2 separate regions of the Mus musculus genome follow, and region 1 is linked to region 2. The links are chromatin contacts, called in public Hi-C maps. All regions are on one chromosome and are shown on one strand. Each heading gives the region's core, a stretch centred on a gene start, on an enhancer-like site or on the middle of the called end of the contact. The rest is flanking DNA. Distances are from core to core; before and after follow the strand shown. Region 1 holds the start of Klf3 (Kruppel-like factor 3 (basic)). Region 2 holds the start of Tlr6 (toll-like receptor 6).

Region 1 (7,065 bases), core at 3,972-6,471, 160 kb after region 2:
ACCTGAGTGCGCAGGCGCAGACGTCCAGGAACCTGCTGCTTGTCAGTGGTTGCTCCATCTTCGCGCCCCCCCCCCCCCCCGTTAACAATTAGCTGGGGAAATGATAATGTATTCAGCTTGCCAACCCAATGGAAATGAGTTTCAAAAACCTCAAGGAACCAGTTTTTCCAAAGAACTTTACTGAAAACACGCGGAACGAGGCACAGAGCACTTTCGTTAATTAGTGCACTGAAGACGGTCATTCCGTGTGCACACAATTGAGAAGCACATACACTTTTTCTCTTTTTGCTTTAGAAGAAAACATCCCTAGTCCTGATTCACAAAATATCTACAGTGCCGTGTTTCCCTACTAACTTTCAAGGAAGGAGTGTTTGGGGTAGGGTGGGGGGAGCAGGGCTACCTCCTTTAGACAATACTCTCCCTTATCAGGGCAGACTGTGTCTGGTTTCCTGTCTCCGAGCTCTGGCATGACTGTCTAAGATGAGAAGCAGGCTCTGAACAGCCGGAGCCTGAAATGGGAACACTGTAGACCATCCTGCTCACTCCGAGGAGGCACTGGTGAGAAAATACCTCTCAGCAAACCAGGTGGTAATTGCTCTAAGATTCTAGGGATTTCTCTCCCCATAACAGATAGGATCAATGCTAACTAGCCGCTTCAGAAACAAGCACAATTTGTGTGTGGTGTGTGTATGTGAGATATATACATATATATTCGCAAGTGGGTGTAAAACCAGCATTTGGAAATAGGTGAGAACCCAGAGACAATGAAGTTAAATTAGGCATGCTGAGTTATATGAAGAGACGAAACTATTGTTCCCATGCCTTGTGGATATAGCAACTACTATATACAACGTCCCTAACAATTTAGTACAGCATTTAAAAGCTTGCAACACTCCTGATAGAGTAGACTAGACTCTAATCAAACCTATTAGCCACCTCCCTGTCCCCACCCAAGCAGAAGGGACGATCGGAGTAAACCAACCTCATCAAGACTGCCTACTCAATCTAGTTGGTTGTTACTAACTCTGTATTTCAATTTAAATCATTTATGAACTTCAGCTCAAAGGTCTCTGGTTCTCAGTACAGCTTAATATTTCAAGTTCCTTTGTTCTAAGGCAGAAAGAAAAAAAGAAAAAAACAAAACAAAAAAAAACCCCAGAAACCAAATCAAACCACTACTGGGGACTTCTAAGACTCTTGTAATTTTTCAAGGAAAGTATCATTAGCCTACTGTTTGACTCTAGTAACTTTCATAGATGAGGCTGTTGGAATCTTTACTTCACTTCAATCATGTTATATCTTCCTTTTGTAACTCTTAGCAGGACGAGATATTTGAAGCAACTAGCTATTCTCAAGACTGGTGGCTCAGGGCTGGTTTGCGTCCAGTCATCTCTTAAATAAGTCCATCTCAAACTGTAGACCATTCCTTTAGGTCTTAAAGAAAATCCCCAAGTAAGTTTGAAAAAGACACATAAAAGTCCCCACCCCCAACTCTTTCTTTTAAAGAAAAAGTTTCTCAAGAGCAGGGAGAGAGAGAAACTTACTAAACAGTTTATCCAGACTGTGGAGGCCACGAGCTAAAGATTGAAAAACTGATTATTATGAGAAAGATACGCATCTCTCTGTTTTCAAAACAAGATTACAATTTTCCACACCATCATTCAAGAAAACCAATCAGCACCTACCTCTCCTTTTCCTTAAGATTTTTATTCTTAACATGGGCTAGAAATCACCTCTAGGATATAGTAGTCTTTGCCCTTAAAAAATATTCTGCTGGTTTAATCTTTATCCCTAAAAGAAATAACCCTGGATTTTTTTTTTTCTTGATACATGTCATGGTTTGCTTGAATAATTTTTTCTAGAGATTTCTCCTTCAAAACAAGCAAGACTCTGCAACTCAAGCCCAGGTGGCTAAGCTATTTAAATTTTCCATCCCCTGGGTCTACCTGGGGCAGCCCAGAGTGAAAATGAGCAAGGGTGGGCCAGAGCTTTCGCATAATGCCAGATCTTTAACTCCAAGGTGTTAATCCTGATCTAAACTTGACAGCTCCAGGGCAGTGTGCCTATCTCCCGACAATGGCTGTATCCACCTTCACAGGAAAACTGCAAAAACACCTTCCTTTAGATTTGTCCATATGCCCACAAAATCCCTAACATCCCATCAGCGGGATAACTTTTAAAAGGTAAAAAGTATCGATTTGCCCCTTTAACAGTGGGGCAAAGGGTGTGTGTTAAAAGGTTAACTGACTTCTCAATTATGACATAACACAGGCATCTTGAGCAATCACAGTGTAGAGACATGATAGCTCCCTGGGTGGGGATACAAAGTTTAGGGGCAGGGACCATGGCCTGGTTTAGGCTACTGATCGACCAGAAAACAGCCTGAAACAGGAAAGAGCACACATATGCCACTTGGAATGTATGACGCAAACCCCAGCCTTGAAACAAAGAACAGGAAACAGCCCGGCCGGCAGTGCTGGAGAGAGAGCACAGAGAAACATTTAGCCAGCCCTCCCTGACCCTATATTCATGAGCAGCTGGAGTTTTTTAAGACAACAACAGGGGGGTGGAGGTGTTTGTTCTATGGGTGTGAATAATAACACCAGCTTTATACAAGGGGACCTGCCCTATTTACAAACAGGAGCTGGGGCATACACTAAACATCCCAAGCACACATGCGATTTTATCATCTCCAAGCTGCAGAGACCTTCCGAGTTACCTAGTGCCAGCCTCCTTCCTGATTTCTTTTGTCCCTTTCAGCCAGGTCCCAAGGGCTAACAGCCCTGACTAAATTCTACGATGGAAAATGATCAGATCTAGCCCAGATCTAGCCATCATGCATATTGAGGAAGATCTAGAGAAGGCACTGCTGTAAAAATCCAGGTTACAACTGGGTTATCCCACAGAACCAAAGCTGGACCTAGTTCAAGCTTCCTTTGGTCACAGCTAGACAGAAGACAGACTTGGCCTCTTTAGCCACTTGAAAATCTCGTTTTTTTTTTTTTTCAAATGTAGTCAAGGACATAGCTACTCACTGGTTCTCCACATAAAGCTACTGAAAGTCACCCTTTTGGGAATGTGATTTTTACTGCAATTCGTAAACTCCAGCACCAGTTTTACCAGATAATCTAACAATGACTCTTTTCCCTGAGATATTCAAAGGCAGCAGGGTCCATTTAAAGTCCCACCCACAGTAGTTTTTTCTTTACATGTTGTTAGCCAAGATGATTTAACTCAACTCAGGTTTCCATTATCAGGGACTTACGGATTGGTCTGTAGACAAAACTACAGGTTAACAAGAAAAAAAAGGGGGGGAGGGGGGAAAGGCATCGCTGTACCCATAGCAACAAGATTGCATTTTAATATAGAAACTTTGCAGCAGAGAGACAATAGCTCCCTCCACAGCTATGTAGTTTTGTATTGGGAAGGGTTTGCAACCCAAGCAGCTACTGTCACTCCTACACTTTGATACTCTCCTTAATTTCAGCCAAATGGTCACTACAGAGCACCTCCACAGGACTTGGCTAGCGGCGACGGTCTGCAGCAAACCTCAATGATGAGAAAACTGATTTTTCTCTAGGGAGTATAAATTAATCAAACATCTTCTTTCAGGTTTCTCTAAACAGCCTAAGGTAAACACGCACGTTTAAGCCACGGAATAACTCAGGGGGCTCTTTCTTCATAAACCCTAACTTACAAAATTATTAAGATGTTTGTTACATTCCTGGGATGAGGCAAGTTATCATGCAAGCAGAATTTCTTATAAAAAGTGTTCCTCAAATTTATGCATAAAGTTCTCATTTATCTTAACTGGCCCACGTTCACTCAATTTTGCTTAGTGACAAGATATCAAATCCAAATGAATTCAGAATACCAATTCATACTTCCCCCCCAACACCACTCTTGAGAATAAAGTATCTCCAACAATATTAGAGGAAAAAAAATATAAGTTCTTAGAACCAAATCTCATGACTCCGTGTAAAATAAAATCTCAATGACTCTGTGTAAAGTGTTTATTTTGAAGAATACAAGGTAAACATTATCCAGTGTCCATTTAACCTGAATTATTCAAAGGCTCATTCATATTCAATTAGTATTATTGTAAAATACTACTATTGTAAGTACTGCAGTAAAAATTTACAGAAGTGTTTCTGTTATCCGCCAAAGACATGGATATGACAATTCCAACTCTTATTTGCCACCTCCAAGCTATCCAAAGGTTCTGGTCCACACCACTGTCCTGTGGTCCCTACAGGGCTCCGGTTCCCTAACACCGAAGGCGCTCTGCACTGCTAGCCACGCTGCAATCCTTTGCTTCAGGCACTGCGGCAGGTTCTCTCCAAGTCCCCAAAGGCAGTCTCTCCAAACCTCGGTGGTTCTTTTCCTCCCCCCTGCCTTCCCCCACAAGCCAAATGACCCAGCAGTTAGCGCGCTCCGGGTACGGAAAAGGGGATGCTTCTTCAGTCCCAATCGCCCCCAAGTTTCTCGCCAGGGGCGCTGGAGGCTGGGCTCCAAGTTTGCTGGGCGGCAGCTGGGGGGCGCGGGCGGGGGGCGGGAGCCCCGAGTCCAGGCGGGAGGGGGAGGAGCAGGCGCGCGGCCTCGCCGCTACCTGGCTCCTTCCAACGCGGCCGCTCGCGGGGTGCGCCGGGGGCTCCGATGGGAACCGAGCGCGGGGGACCCGGGACCACACAGGTGAGCCCCGCCCGCGGGCTCCCAATCCACCGAGTTCCCCTATCCCACGATCCCGCCCGCCATCCCCTCCCCCTCGCTCCTCCACCCCAGCTCCGAAGCACTTTCCCAAGCCCGAAGGAGCCCTCGCTGCACCCCGAACCCGTTCTCCGCGTCCTGCTTTCTCCGAAGGGAAAAAAAAAAGGAGAGAAAGAGAGAGAAGCAAGCAGATGCGGCGCAAAGCGGGGCGCAGGACGGCAAGGTGAGGGCGCGGGGACTTACTCTGCCAAGCGCGGTGCCGAGCGCAGCGGCCAAGAAACCCAGGCCCGGCTCCCCGGCGCCCGGAACCCCGCGGGCCGGCAGGTCAAGCGCTTCGGGCCGGACGGCGTCCGGGATAGGGACCGCGACCGCACGGACGCGCGGGTGGGGTTGGCTCGGGTGGCGCTCGCACTGCGCTCCGGCCGCGGCTCCGCGCGGCTCGGCTCCCCGCTCCCCTCTGGCTCCTTGGCACCAACTCTGGGCAGTCACATGACGCCGGCGCCGCTCGCTCTGCGAGCCTCCCCGGGGCTGGCGGGGTAAGTAGAGGCTGGGAGCCGGGGTGGGAGGGTCAGGGAGGGGCAGCGGGAGCCGCCACAGCCGCCCGGGCTGGGAGGGGTCCCCACCCACTTGGGTGGAGGCAGCCGCCGGAGGGGTCGGCGAGTCACTGGCAAACACGCACCCCGCCCTGCCCTTCCCCGCCCCCGCCTCCCGCGCCGCCCCCGCCCGCGCCCCGCCCAGTCACCCGGGGCCAGCCTGACAGACACTCATTATTCCCCGGAGCCGGGCGCCGCCCCGCCGGCTCGACCTGTCCCGGGAGGCGCGGCGCGGCCTCGGGGCTGGGCGTGAGCGGCCCCCGCCCGGCTCTCCACCCTGGGCCTCCACCCCGCCTGAGCGCTCCGCCCGGCGCCCTGAGCCCGCGGCCCCGCCCTAGCTGTCCTGGCCTCCTCGCTGCGGCCCGAGCCCCGGGGGGAAGGAAGGGCGGCGTTGGCCCGCTCCGGGCGTCACACGCTCTACGGCCCCTAGCGCCGCTTCCAAAACACACAGCCCGGGTTCGCAGGCGAGCCGAGGAGTGGGGGAGCGAGGCCGTCAATCACTCGCTCCCGCGGGAAGGGCCGCCCCTCCCGGGCAGAGGGCGGTGGAGCGGGTGTTGCGGCCCAGGATGCCCTGTCCCTACGTCGGGGAGCGCGGTGCTCCAGGAGCGATCGCTGCCTTGTGCACAGGGGTCGCGCTGCAGCCTGCGCGCTGGCGCTGTTCGGAGACTTCGGGTCGCCCCTGTTCTTTCGCCTACCCTGCAGGGGCCGCTTCCAGCCTGGAGGGACTTTTCTTGGAAAGGTGGAGACCCCCGGAGGAGTGCGACTCCCCAAGGGCCCGATGCTCTGGAGCGAAAAGGCGTTCGCTGGTCAGCCTTGCTGCCAGAAAATTTAGCAAACTTCGGGCAGATCCTCCCACCTGGGGCGAGAGCTCTGGCTGGCCTGGGGCTCAGCCCCGGGACCTTTCCTTTCACACTTTAAGAGCCTCAAGGCACTTTTTCCGTGGAAACCAGGCCAGCGCGAGGACAACTTCGCTGAGCTTGGTGCTAGGCTAGAGTCGGAGGCTTTTGAGTTTCCTTTTAAAACAGTATTAATGTAATAAGGAACGCAATAAAAAGAACAAAGGACAAATTGGTTCAATTGTTTTAGTTCTGTGTAATGTTTTAAAACAACCCGGCTTCAGTCTATGGCTTGTTATTACTTCAAGATGTTTTAAAGGCCCTGTAAGTTCACCATTCTCACTTCACTTTGATGCTTCAGCCAGGCATGGTACTACTTAAAACGTAGTGATACATAGATTCCCCACTCCTTGTTGTAACTACAAGGTACAATTAAACTAGAACCCAGTAACCTCCAACACTGAAATTGTCTGTCCTGAGGAGACCCAGAACCCACTAGTTCACATTCCAGTATAATGTCCTGTTTAAAATGTAAGTGGTGAGGGTCTTGGGTGGTTTATTTCCAAATAAAATAGTCAAAGAAAAAGTTGGGTTTTTGTTTGTGTGTGTGATTTGTAAATTGCTGCTCCTAGGTGACCAATCATTAGCAATATATTTGAATGGCTAGGATTTAAATGAGAGATAGAAAGAAAAAAAAAGATAAAGTAGATCAGATGGCTTGAAAAGTGGCCCAAGATAAGAAGGGTGGGGATGGGGGTGGGGGTTAACACCTTAGTGAGCACTGATTTGGGTGCCTCTAGGGAAAAAGATCTAATCAAAGCCTGAGTGCTTGTAGTGCTGAGTAGCTCAGCAAGAGACACAGAAACTCTTCCAGGTGGGCAAGTCGGAACTGCCTGAAGTCATCCCTGACCCTTGCCCCTCCCTAGCAG
Region 2 (7,428 bases), core at 2,353-4,852:
TGTGCAATATGAAGCATCATCAGCTAAGAATGAACAAGGGAGAGTGATGTCAGGCAAGTAACAGAGGACAAGGGTGGGCGTGAGAAAGGGTAGGAGGGTGTTGGGCCAAGGGAGAGTGGTGAAAAGCTGGTAGAATGGCACCTCCTTTAGGCCAGGACACGGTCTGAAGTCCACATGAGACCAGCCCTGGGTAGTGTCAATATTTACTGGCAACTCTGTTAAGTCACTCTGGCAATGTGGTCCTGGGGAAACAGTGACTTAATTTGGATTGAGAAGAGAGGAGTGAGGTCGCTGAGAACGAACGTAGAGGTATAATGAAGGGGTGGCCCATGATGTTTCTGTGCAGTGAGACTGGGGAACTGTTGGCATCAGAGGGAAAGACTTGAGCTAGAAATAGAAATCAGAATGCTTACAAGCCAGATCATGGCTGGTGTTAACAGCATCTCGGGTACAATCAGGGGTGTTCTATTCAACTACCAAAACCTGAATTAGTGAAGGGCTGGTGCTCAACTTAGTGAACCAAACACCAAACCTGAAACATCAGGCAGAATGGTTGAGATCAGTTGGTGATTGATTTCAAGGACTGGTTTCAAATGCTGGAAGGAAAGACAGAGATGGGGAAATCAGAAAGTCAAGGGCAGATGCCTCCAGGGTCCTATAAGGATGCAGCTAGGAGCCAGACACCAGGCTAGTATGCAGGTCTCAGTGCCTAGATCCTCCTATGACACCAAGAGTCATGAGAAGAGCTTCAAAAATGGTGTCAACATCTGGCTCCTCTGAGCCTTTTTTAACAATTTGGGAGCACGGGAAGTGTTGGTAAGCTCCTGTTTCTAACATTCTGACTCATACTTGGTATCTCTGAGTGTCCTGTTCTTTGTCTATCTCAGGAGTGTGCACTGAGTAGTGTCTGTATCTTCCCACAGGCAGTGAGGATGCTTCGCCGTGTGCTTTCTCGTGTTAGACCCATTTCTAGCCCCGCCCCCAATCCATCCGATTATATTCTTGGCTTAATTTGTGCCCGCCCTTTGGGTTTCTCAGTCACATTTTTATTGATGTGTGGAAAACCTGACATAGTTTGGATACCATTACATGGTTGTACGCACTACAAATACCATTTTAATTCAGTCCGTGGTTTGTCTTCCCCACAAATTCAACAGCAAATGTTAGCTTTAATATCAGTACTTAATAATGTTTTCCTTCTGTCTGAACTGCGACAGGATATTAACTGGCTTTAGGCTATATTATCTTATTTATCCCACTGTGACATTTAAAAAAAATTAAAGTAGCATAACACATAAAATCGGATAGGGTGGCGCATGCTTGCAATGTCAACACCGGGGAGCCGAGGCAGGACGATATGAGACCCACTTGTAAGATGCTATCTCATAAAATATGAAACATCATATATGGTATTTTTTAAAGGACAAAGGGGGATAACATGGTGAATGGGACTCTCTCTTAGTTATGCTGGAAGACAAGAGTTCTGAAGAAAAGCATTGTATGTGTTCCAGTATATGCATGTGATAATGCTACTAGTCTCCTGTGGCCGATATAGGAAATTTCCTTTAGCCACGTGGCTTAAAACAACAGCAATGTGTTCCTCTTATGGCTCTAGAAATCAGACAGTTGGAAGTGAAGGCAGGGTGGTGCTCCCTCTGCCTTCTGGCCGCAGGCATCCATCGGCTTCTGACTCTGAACCTGAGTTCCGGCTTCTGAGTCAAATGGCTACCTCTCGGTGTCTCCTTATGTGAGACTTGGGACCTGGCACACTGTGATGCTGAGCACAGTCTTGGGACGGCCTGCCCCTGACCAGTCCATTTCTTAGCTACTCCTGAACCAGTGTGAGGTGGGGGTAGAACACTTATCTCCCAGCACCTTTATGAGTGTTGGTAAGTACTTGTAAAATGCCCAGAGTAAAGCTGGCAGGAAGACGAGCCCTGTATATGCGTGCTAGGCCATAGTTCTGCTTCCTGATTTGCTTCATGTGATCTCAATGCTCTATGATCTTTCTACTTTCCCATGTGAAAACATGGCTTTCACAGAATCCAAATCTCCTACTCTTGTGGCTTCTTTTTTTGTCAGTTATCATTCCAGCTGCTTGGTATTCATTATCATCCCTCGAAAAAAAATCACAACTCTGACTGTTCTGTAGATGAAAAAATAATCTCAGTGAGGTTACACAACTTGCCCAAAGCTACACAGTTGGCTAAGCGAGGCACTCAGCCCAATGTGTTCTCTTTTCTGCTCATTTTCCTGTCATGTGGTCCCTTCCATGTGAGTTGCATGAATTAGGTTGGCTCTACCCTTCCCCTTAGAGTTGTGACAGCTTCAACAGGAGTAGCACTTGCATCCCCAAAGGTCATCATTACTGTGCAATACAACCGAGATGTGAGTCATGTGACCGCTCTTCAATGCTAGGCGCACGTATGTGTGTGCCTGTATGCGTGCGTGCGTGCTTGCTCAAGCTTGTGTGTATACCTCTGAATCATGTGGTTTCTTAAGAAGCAGGCCCAGTGTTGCCTGCCATCCCTTGCATCTCATTGGCTCCTCTCCCCTCTGCCTAGGTCTCCAGTCGGGTCTGGATATCTCCACTCATTCGCTCCCTCCACACACTAGTTGCCAGCTTTGCCCCATCACTCCTTGCTGAGCCTCCCCAGTTCGGAGAAGACTTCCTCTTATGTTTGCTGAGTGACTATGAGCAGTAAGATGTTCTTCTTCGTTTCCTCCCGAAAGCAGAAGTGATTTCCAGCTTATCATTGGCCAACGTACAGTCTTGGTAGTTTTTTGTTTTTGTTTTTTTGTTCAAAGACGAGATGATGGTAGCCAGAGAGATCAATTAGGAGACGATCATCTAGTTAATCGAGTGAGAAGCCGGGATACAGGGACACCTGCTCAAAGTGTCTGCCCTTCATCCTCTTTGCCTTTCAGCCTTGACTAAACGTGTTTCTCAAATTCTAAACAGTCTTTAGAAAACCAAGTTCTAAGCTGCTGTGGAAGAAGACCAGCATCGCTTGCTCTTCCCGAATTAAGAACTGAAGCTCCCAGTAGTAGTGAATGTTGACAAACTGTCGAGGCTGGCTAAATGTGTATTGACACTGAAACTTCTCTTGAAAACCGGCTTTCCAAAAAGCACGCCATGAGCTTTAAGCTTATTTTGTTTTTAAAGTATCTCTGTCAGTCCCAAGGTGCTGAAACCTTGCTCGAATGACAGTGGTGATTTTGTAGGGGAAATATGAAGGATTGTCACAGCACAGAACTGAATCTCCTAACTTCTATCCTGGTGGCAATTTAAAATTCAGTCTGAAATAAAACAAAACAAACAACAAACAACAAAACTAAACAAAAATAAAAACCAAAAAGCAGACAAAACATACCTTAAATAAATACTCGTAGTAACACCAAAATGTTCATAATCTGCTTGTTTATATGAATCTAAAGATTGAAGCAAAGATTTATAGACGGCAGCTCAGAGCCCCTCTGCTTTGGAAGGGTTTTATACACGGGGTAATTCCAACGAGTACCAAGAGATGACGCCAAACCACTCCTAAGTACCGTGGTTCCCAGGCTTAGGACTAGGGTTGGTCAAGCAACTTATTTTTTCAGAGAAATTCGGAGAAGGAAGTCTTGGTAAGTAAGAAGGCTTTTCTGGATTTTTCAAATTACTGCGTTGATATTTCAATCGAGAAAGAAAATGGTACCGTCAGTGCTGGAAATAGGTAACCTTTCTTTGAAATTTTTACAAAACGATTTTGTGGCGGTGTTTTAAAGCGTGGCTGTCGTTTGGACTACCTAAGAATTTTCTGTGACTTTCGGGTAGACAGACAACAGCTGGCATTTCAGCGGTAGCCAAGGAAGTGAGTCGACTTCTGTGACTTTTCCTGTCCCGTTGGTTTGGGCTGTTTTCTCCTTTCACGAAGTTTTGTAGTCTTTTGTGGTCGTGACAGCACACTGGGCTGTGTGTATAAAAACAGTGTTCTGTTTCCTCATCACGTGGTACTATAATCTTTTATTAGTCTGTACCTCTCACTAATTTATGAGCGTTTTGGAGGAAGGATTTAATTCTGTCCCTCCTATGTGAATTCGTTTCCGCTGCGCTAGTTTTTGCCGTGCCCTTTGTCCACAGAAGAATCTGAAGAAACATTTGGTGGAAGTGACTGAGATCAAGATTCCCAAACTCTTTGTAACTTTGAATCCAGCCGGAAGCTGGCACTTGGCCTTCAAACCCAAAGTTTGACAGAGCCAGGTTTCTCTTGTGCTTGTGTTGACTTGATTACAACCCTCCCCCCCACCCCCCTTTTCTCATAGCTTTAGTTTTTACGGCGCTCCCTCCATCCGCCACCACTTTTGGTTTTGTGGTTGACTATTCTTTTCTCTTTCACTTTCTGTTTGATGTATTAAGCAAATTCTTATTGTCTCCTCATACTTCCTTTAAAATAAATAAATAAACCTTCCCCTTTGTCCCACCCATGCTACCTACGAATTCATTAAAGTCTGGGGCTGTTTGCCAGAATGTGCACCCTAGGAACATCTCGAGGTTCTGAGCATCTTCCAGGACGCGCATATCCATGTGGGGGACATGGCAGCTGAATGAATGACAGTCCCTTGAACATAGACACGTAAGCTGCCCTCGGGGGGTGGGGGAGGGGGATTTGTAGGAGGGGACCTCATCCGTGAATGTCCATTCTCTGCCACCTTGTTGAAGAGGTTGGGCCCTCTTTATGTGTGTATTTATATCATAAATAATACAAGCATGCTTGCATATAAAACTTTTTGGCGGGGTATATTTTAAGAGAGCTTTAATTGATTAGTTCTTTGAGAATTTTGAACACTGTGTTTTTCTTCGCCCCTTCCTAACTCTTAACCACCCACCCACCTGAGTGTCCCCCCAACCCACCCCCGTCCAATCCCATCAAATCCAACTTGTGCTATCCATGTACTCTTGGCTATGTTGCCTTATATTGGACTGAGTTAGGCTTACCAAGGGCTCCTCTTCTCCCGGCAACCCTCAACTGCCTCAGCACGGAGTGGAACATTATGCCCGCCTCCACACTCCAAGCTGAAATTCTGTTAGAGACAACTTTTCCCATTAATTAATTAATTAATTAATTCGCTCATTCATTTACATTACATCCCAATATCAGCTCCCTCTCCTATCAGTGCCCCCTCATGCAGCTCCTCTTCCAACTTCCCCCCTCCTCCTCCTCTGAGATGGGGGACTCCCCCCATATCACTTCACCCTGGCACATCAAATAAAGACGGCTTTTTACAAGATTGTAAGAGATAATAGCCTGAGACCCCAGAAGATGTTAAAAGTTTTGAAATTTTAGAAATACTTGAAACTGTAAAAAAGAAAATTAAATTAAGCCCTGATCCTGACATCACTGCTATTTGCATTAGGCATAATTTTTTCACATTCTTCCCCCACGGGTTTTGAGATGCTCTAATCTGTATTCTTACAAATTAGAGTCTTGGTGGGTGTGCAGTGTGGTAACCTTCCTTCCGGTCACTTAATGCTATATTGCAGGATTTTTTTTTTTAATGCAGTGACCGAGGCTGTATGTCGTGCCACGTTGTGAATGAACCATCATTTTCTACCCTAGCCATTCTGATCTTTCCGGTTTTTATCACGGTTTTTATCACGGTGTGAGCATCCCCACAACCTCACCGTCCTGTGGACCTCTACTGATCCCTTCAGTGAATGCTCAGCTGTGGAATTGCTGAAGTAAAGAGCAGCGAATTTTAAAGGAATTTACATAAATTACCACATTACCCAGTGGAACTACGCTAATTTTTCAGACTCATTTGCTTTGTTCCCACACTTAACTTTATAATTTCCTCACATCTTGAATTTATTGATACCTAGAGCTTCCACTCGATCAAGCAAGAACTCCCAACATGCGTCAGTTTCATTCCTTTTTTCTCCCAACATCTAATCATTCCTTCATAATCCTTGGCAAAGTTAAGTCCCAATTTCTTCTAAAAATATTTGTCATCAATATTTGCTGTGGCTCAGCAGTAAACATTACTACATTTTTGCTAATTACTTGTTCTTTTTCTTTTAAGAAATCTATTTGTTCATTGTTATATGTCTGAGCATTTTGTCAGCCCTACTGGTGCTGGGAGTGGCATGTAAGAACAACGTGTGTGTTCATGATCACTGAACCGTTTCTCCAGCCCCTGCCTTGCTTCTTTTTATCTTTCTTTTTTGATAGTACTAGGGCTTGAACATAGAACCTCAAGCATGCTAGACAAGTCCTCTATCACTAAGCCACTAGGAGTTCATTCTGGAACCTCCTTGCCGGGGCATTCAATTTCTTTCTCTGAGGATTGGACCCATTCTCCCAGAGTGTAACCATGGATCTGGTCTCCACACCTTCTAGCACTTCTTTTGTGGTTTCTCTTTGGCCTCCTATGGTGGGCCTTAGGGAAAATTCCCTTCTTGGTCTTCTATCCCACTCAATGGGGCTATTTTTATGATTCAGCTCGTCCAAAGAGTTCTCCATTTCAATCACTGGAGTTTTCAAGAGTCTGTTCCTTTCTGTTTCAGACTCTCACCTTGTTCTGAGGACAGACAGCATGTCATCTGTCCTATTCTTTTATCTGTTTCCCGGGTGAGTTTGGGTCCTTGCTACTGTGAAGTTGGTTCTTTGCAGGATTGTGAGTCTAGTTGTACAATCCAAGTGTTGGGGATCGCAGTGAAAGTGCTTACTACCCTGATTAATGAAAAAGATGGCTCAACACAGTCCGTTCTGTTGCTGCGGTAACAAACCATTGATAACTCTGCGCCTCAACATGAGGGACATTTATTGTTCTACAGTTCCACGATGCATCTTGTAGGTCTTTAATCAAGGCTGAATTCTTTCTATGTGCTGTTGAAGATCAAGCAATTCAACCATTTCTAGAAGCTGCCTGCATTTGTGGCCTTTCCTATGGCTTAAATATTGATGTACAGGATTCACACGCTAGAAACTTAACCACTAAAGTCATATGAAAATTACTTTTGGAGGCAGGGCCTTGGGCAGCACCATCATAAATGGATCAACCTTTTTATGGACTAATAAATTAATGAGACATAAAGGGAGTGGCTTGTTACAAGACTCTCCCCCCTCCCCCGCCTTATCTCTTTCATCAGGTCATGCTCTGTATGACATTAGGGCTTTGCAAAGAGTCCCCACCAACAAGGGGTTTCTCACCAGAGGCATCCCCTCAACTCTTGGCCTCTTAGCTTCCAGAACTGTAAGAATTATCCTTTACCAGTTTCCCAATCCCTGGTATTATATTATAACAACAAGAGAACGGATGAAGGTGGAGTCCTTCCTCCAGTGATGGAACCTGCCAGGATCTGAATGCTTCTGTTTCCCTGAAATGTGTATACCGACACCAAACTGTCAATGTGATAGCATTAGGGAACGGGTTGGGGGTTGGGGG

The links. A called contact is a pair of places that touch in the nucleus more often than the background predicts.
Region 1: a Hi-C map of granulocyte-monocyte progenitors shows a contact between it and region 2, with 2.6 times the contacts expected there. The contact joins the promoter of Klf3 here to the promoter of Tlr6 in region 2. A contact is called at or near these places in 3 of 39 promoter capture datasets (the C10 cell line, macrophages and pre-B cells), 13 of 484 Hi-C or Micro-C datasets (the AML12 cell line, the Ba/F3 cell line, the C10 cell line and 7 more) and 3 of 115 datasets of contacts at active chromatin or transcription factors (the SCID.adh cell line, effector CD8 T cells and memory CD8 T cells).

What each region holds. Positions count from the first base shown.
Region 1 is chr5:64,801,677-64,808,741 of GRCm38.p6, reverse strand. It overlaps Klf3 (Kruppel-like factor 3 (basic)), which reads right to left and starts at 5,221. Exons shown (of 6, transcript NM_008453.6): 1 at 4,951-5,221. Gm38457 reads left to right here. Exons shown (of 2, transcript XM_006504241.4): 1 at 1-4,692; 2 at 4,783-6,372. The coding sequence starts at 4,453. The coding sequence ends at 5,247.
Region 2 is chr5:64,956,222-64,963,649 of GRCm38.p6, reverse strand. Tlr6 (toll-like receptor 6) reads left to right here and starts at 3,602. Exons shown (of 2, transcript NM_001359180.2): 1 at 3,602-3,627.